Regions from separate parts of the Hordeum vulgare genome. Here region 1 is linked to region 2. Evidence: chromatin contacts called from public Hi-C data. All regions are on one chromosome and are shown on one strand. The core of a region is the stretch at or near the end of the contact, and the rest is flanking DNA. Distances in the headings are between cores, read along the strand shown.

Region 1 (2,948 bases), core at 278-2,777, 340 kb before region 2:
TTTGAAAAAATGTTCTAAATGTTTTAAAATGTCATGAATTTGGAAAATTATTTCCGTATTGAATGTACTTTAAAGTGAAAGTTGTTTGTATATTTAGACTAATATTTTGAAGTTTCAAAGTGGCCATGAAATTGAAAAACGTTACTAGATTATATTTTTTCGTGAATTCGGAAATGTTCTCGTAATTTTTCCAAATTTAAAATATGTTTTCAAAGTTGAAATTTTTCATGAATTTGGAATTATTTGCAGAATTCAGGAAATCTTCACGTGTTTCAATAATGCTCCAAAATTTAGAAGCGGTCATGAAATGAAAAAAATAAAACATATAAGAGTAAATCATAATAATAATAATAATAATAATAATAATAAAGATAGAAAAACATTTAAAGAAGAAACATAAAAAAGCAATTTGTGGAAGGTTGTAGAACCTTTCCAAAGCCGATGGGGAGGAAATCGGAACTAGGCATGCCCATATACCAGGCTCTCTCGCGAGGGGGGTGCGCCTGCTGTTCCGCGTCCTACGCAGGGAATATGATTTGCCGGCTTGCAATGTCTTTGCTGCAAGGAAATTTGAAATGGGCTGGCAAGTTAATATTTTTACAGGAATGCCCTAATTTGTAGGGCCACTTTAATCACATGTTTTGATCTAGCAATGAAAACGTGCCTCATCTTCACATTGAATAATAGCCGATTCAACTTCTTGAGATGCATGAGAAAAATGGGATCCGAGAAAAAAGTATGGCCACACAGATCCGATAAAGAAGAACTCTTAGGCTTCGTTGGGTGTAGACAATCAAGGCCTCAGAATTGAATATCAATATTGGGATTCAACCCAAATTGTTGAATTTGGATGTATATGCATTTGGCACTTGAAATTCAAGAAAAGAGACTAACATACACTGACCCCTATCCTTGTGGACACCTTCGAAATAATGAGCCGATACATCTTAAAATCAACGAAGTAATTATAAAGACATCATAGTCAACAGTAACATTGTTTCCCACTAAACGAACATCGCCAATGAACAAACATAAATTTAAAAAAAATACGAGCATCAGGGTATCCAGTGAGGCGTAATTAGGTCAGTCGAAACGTGCTTTGTATTCTGATAAGCCCCCTTTTATCCTCATGCTACCGTACCGACGCTTACACGGCGGACCCATCTAGATCCCGCAAGGCGAAACCATTGTTGCCGGAGTATGCAAAAGCTTGATGTGTGAGTAGTTTGCAGGTCGCCGGCACGCGAGAGGCCATGGCCAGAAAACAAATTGGAGATGCGTGACGGGTGGTTCCCCAGAATCCATGGGCATGTGGACCATGGCAGTGCCATTACTTGTTTCCCTGTTCCACTGACCATAAACTAATTTTCATGGGGGCTTTTAGCCGGGATGCATCTGAGGTTGTCGGTTGCATGGGACCTCTCATGTCTCATCCCAGTCCCCACCATCTGCTTACGACGACGACGGCGAGCTGATTGATTGATCGATTTACGGAATCTTAATAAATCATCATGGAATAATGACATTACATATGCGTGTGACCCCTTTCAGCTCGAGGACCACATGGCGAGTTCGTGGGACACGGCTCTGTGCAGGCTTTAAATTTTGGTGTTCCAATTTTAAGTAGAGCTATACCTGACCATTTCTCGGTCCGGGCCGGGCCTAAAAAAACCATGTTACAAAACCCAGGCCCGAGACCGGCCCGACCCGACTGTCGGGCCTAATTTTTGGACCCAGGCCCGGTCCGAGCCCAAAGAAGCCTGGATCGGTCCGTCAGATCCGGCCCGTCGTAGGCGTAAAATCAGGTCTTTACGGGCCCGGACCCAAGCGGGGCCCGACTGCCGGGCTTGATTACCAGGCCTGAGCCCGACCCATGGGAAAGGTCGGGCTGGGCCGGGTCGGAATTTTTTGAGCCGACCGAGCCGGGCTGCCCATGGCCATATACGTAGAGCTAGTGCGATTTGGCCGAAACTTCATGAAATTTACATAATCTTTAACAAGGATCCCATCGTCCGCAACCTTTGGATCGAGTGGTTCGGATGTTGTTTGTCATCCAACATCACCTGTGCGTTAAGACTAGATTAGGGAAGAATGGGTGTGGACGAAGATTTATACTAGATTAGGGGCCGAGCGTGGTTGTTTAATGAAATACGTCAAAAGTGTAATGAATTGTTCCACTTAAAGTGAAAATCACCCACGCAAAAGGGTAAAATGGAGGACCTTTTCTTTAGTACTCATTTTGTTTCATAATATAGTGCGCTCGTGCTTTTTGAGATTTAAATTTTATCATAAATTTAACTAATGTGGGCGACTGCGTTGGGAGTTTTCAATCGTATAATTTCAGCTTTCACGTGATCGTCCGCATTGATTAAATTTGTAATCAAACTTAAATCTTAAGAAGCACGGACGCACTAGATTATGAAATGAAAGGAGTATAAGTTATAAAGGAACAACCAAGTTTGTAATTAACTTGGACCAAATTATAGAAAATCTATGAACAAAGTATGGAATATGGGGAAATTCCAACGTCATGCACTAAAATGCCCCTAAATGACGAACCACATGGTTTGGACACGTTTTGCCATCCAACATCCAATAGCGTGTAGCAAACGTCCATGACACAGTATGAGTGCGTTTAATCCGGTAAACTAGAAACAAACTCGTGGAAGGTCCGGGGGATTAGGGAAGCCCACCACGTTGGATTCCGACACACCGACCCACCCGAACTCCCTCTCTCGGAGCCCTTTCACGCTTTGTCCCTCACGCCCAGTCCAGTATCGTTGTTGTACCACCCTACCCGTTGCCCAAACCTTGTCAGACAACCATAGCCCCACCCACGCGCCGGCCCACCTTGGATTACATTGATGTTGCACCTTGAATGGTCCGCAACCTAGGTATCCTCCGCCCGTGCTCACGGCGTCCATGGAAAACACCGCGCTTGGAAAGTG
Region 2 (3,180 bases), core at 72-2,571:
GGCGTCCCGGTATGTGCCCCAAATATGGGATGGGTATGGGTGTTACCGGGCTGGGTATGGGGTTTGTCGAACACCCCGTACGTTTGGGCTGGATTTCTTAGTCCAGTTAGGTCAGGATTTTCGTTACGGGCAGTCACCGGTGAGGGTGCCCGGAGATTTGGAACTTATATAGGATGTTCGTTTGAAGATGCTCCTAAATTATCCTTCTTCTTGGTTACACCGGTTTCTTTGATAAACCTTGTTGTCTTCTCCAGGCGGTGAGGAGAAAGTTTTTCGTCATGCTCGCACACCAATGAATTTTGATGTTGGATACTTCAGACCGAATCGAGAGGTCAACGCCCAGCACTACAATTACAATGTGTTTTCGTGCATGAATGCTTTTCTGTTGTCATTGTCAAAGGTTATCCGGCTCCGGTATGGGAGTGATGATAACGGCAGGTAGCAGTGGAAAATTTGACTTACAACCTACATATTGAAATGACATTTTCACTTTCACACATTGACATTAGAGTTACACGCGAAGTAATTTATCTATGGCCAATATATTTGACTACCTCACAGATTGGCAACATTTTTAGTCGAGCAAGGCAGAACGTTAGCCATCATTAGTAGAATTTGACTTATACATGGGCATATCCTGGGTTGGGCTGGGCTTTGAGCCGGGCTAAAAAAAGCCCGCAACTGAAATCCCAGGCATGAGCCTGGCCCGGTTCGATTGTCGAGCCTAGCAAATAGGGCCCAAATCCGTCCTATGCCCGAATTTGATAGAGTTTGACTTGACCTCATATAAAATGACGTCTTCAAACTCGAGAAATTATTTACGTGCGAAATGAGCCGATCATTTCTTGAGTTCACAATTGCATGATGGTGATGCGAGAAACAGGGTTACCGCCATGGGATTAGCATCTCGTATTAAAACTTCGGGTTAGGTATGATTTTCAAAATTCCGGAGCAATTTAACGATAATTATAAAGCGAGATGCGAAAGCGGTGGCGGGGTCATGGACAAGGTGTTCTTTCCCGCTTTAGTTATTTTCTTCACTTTTTTGCAGTAGGCTAAAAGAATCAGAATGCAAATTCTTATTTGTTGTCTCATTCATTAACAATTCACGAAAACAACTCTAGTCTAATCAACTGCTCCTAGGCCGTTGATTGTTTCCTCGTCGTCGCCGGCCCGGTCCCGCAGAGGGAGATTAGGTTATGCTAATCTCATGATTTCTGCCAATTAATCAGGTAGCAGCCCGCTACCTGTGCATGTAGTATCTTGCTGGTTTGGCTTGGTATAAGCAGCCGGGACCGGCGGCCGGGTCGCGTCCCTTTTCGCTTTGGTGACCCGGTACCGGCGGCGTACTTCCGTGTCTCTTCCTGTTAGGACAAACGCTAGCTAATGTCCATGTGCAGCAAATAAATGGAGAATAATTGGGGGCTCGGGTGGTTTAACACCATAGCATGTGGTTGTATATATGGGCACGGGGAAGATAGCTGATGATCGGGGCCCCGGCGTCCGTCATCATTTTGGCGCCCTGCTCCTAATCATTTTCGACTCAAACCAGCTTGCTCGATCTGAGAAAAAAAAACTTGCTTCGAAGTTTCCCGTTAATTCCTTTCCAGCACAAACAGATGTTGGGAACAGGAGGCACGCACGGCCGTTGCTTTCGAGTCACACTCACTACTGCTGCCCCTACATGCACAAATTTGCAGCGGTTGGAGAGTCGACGTATGTACGGTGATATATACTTACGTACATGCGTGCGTACACAAGGCGGTTCTAAACCTCTGCTGCTATTTCGGCGAGACGCCCGCGCGAAATAGCGACCTGGCATGCGAACAGCACTACAGCGGATGTACGTACGTGCACCGGTACATGAAGCATGGTTGTGCCTGCTACTGATAGTCAAACTGCGTGTACCGACCACCTGCCACGAAACCAGCCAGCAGCCCGCCTACCGAGGCGTTCGCTTCCCGGCCACGGAATCGTATGTGGTACTACTTCACATAAAATAACGTTTCCGTGCCGGTCTCCAAAGAAAAAAGGGTGTGTATTACTAGTAGAGTAACATGTTTCCTCTGTTTTTTCTATGTCAAGATCGATTCAACGCCACGTGCCCATGCAGCTGCAAGTACGCACCGCATATATGCATCTTGTCCCATCTGCGATCAGGCTATCTCGATCGTGGCTGCGCGTGCACACGTACTATACGTCGGTAGGTAGGACGTGCCGATCGAGCCAGCCTCGTTACGTGCGTAACGAGATGTCTGAGGCGGTATCGAGCACGTACGGGCCGGCAACGATATGTGCATGTATATGTACGCGGCTGGTACGAGTTCCCGGCCGCCACTCAGGAAGAAAGTGCAGGGCGAGCCGTGGAGGTAGGTGCCGTGGCGTCGCGGTCGGTGTCCGTCGCGTCTCAGTCGTCCCTCTCCGGCGGCGTGCTCCACAGGATCAATACCCTGGCTTTGTCATGTGCGCTAAGCTACGACTACGAGACAAGACAAGTTCAAAATGACGGGGTGTAAGAGCATCTATCATGCATTTTTTCACTGTTTTAACTTTTTTTTCTAACATGAGCACAAAAAATGAACCAGACTTGAAACCATTTCACGATCTGACCCTTTTAGAAACGCCACAAGCCGTGGCGTTGCTGCCCCACTATGCAACGCCTGTCTACCGTGACGTTGCTGCCCTACAGTGACACGCCTGTTTATCGTGACGTTTTTTCTTTTTTGCAACGCCGGTCTAAAGGGGCGTTGCAGACCCACTGTGAAACGCCAACAGTGCTGGCGTTGCTGCCCAACAGTGACACGCCTGTCTACCGTGGCGTTTTTTCTTTCTTGCAACGCCAGTCTAATGTGGCGTTGCAGGCCCATTGTGAAACGCCAACAGTGCTGGCGTTGCAGACCCACTATGGAATGTAGCGACGACATCCAGCCAGCCCACGGCATGTTGCCAGCAACATGTGTAGTGCTGAAACGCCATGGACCATGGCGTTTCACGCCTGGCCTGCAACGCCACATTAGACTGGCGTTTGAGTGGGTCTGCAACGCCACATTAGACTGGCGTTTGAGTGGGTCTGCAACGCCACATTAGACTGGCGTTTCTATGTGTGTCCACAATGCCACGGGCTCTGGCGTTTTAAAAAAGGTCAAATCGTGAAATGGTTTCAATCAGAGTTCATTCCAT

Evidence for each region. A called contact is a pair of places that touch in the nucleus more often than the background predicts.
Region 1: a contact with region 2 is called in a Hi-C map of leaf, with 4 times the contacts expected there. The contact joins two enhancer-like sites. A contact is called at or near these places in 2 of 6 Hi-C or Micro-C datasets (leaf and seedling).

The regions. Positions count from the first base shown.
Region 1 is chr6H:45,973,595-45,976,542 of MorexV3_pseudomolecules_assembly, reverse strand. No RefSeq gene overlaps it. Among protein-coding and RNA genes, the nearest start is that of LOC123405047, 68 kb to the left of the region's middle. Within about 2 kb of position 1,527, at least 3 of the 3 cell types and tissues checked have open chromatin away from gene starts, as enhancers often do. A contact at or near this core is called in leaf and seedling, where this site is marked.
Region 2 is chr6H:45,628,527-45,631,706 of MorexV3_pseudomolecules_assembly, reverse strand. No RefSeq gene overlaps it. Among protein-coding and RNA genes, the nearest start is that of LOC123402024, 130 kb to the left of the region's middle. Within about 2 kb of position 1,321, at least 3 of the 3 cell types and tissues checked have open chromatin away from gene starts, as enhancers often do. A contact at or near this core is called in leaf and seedling, where this site is marked.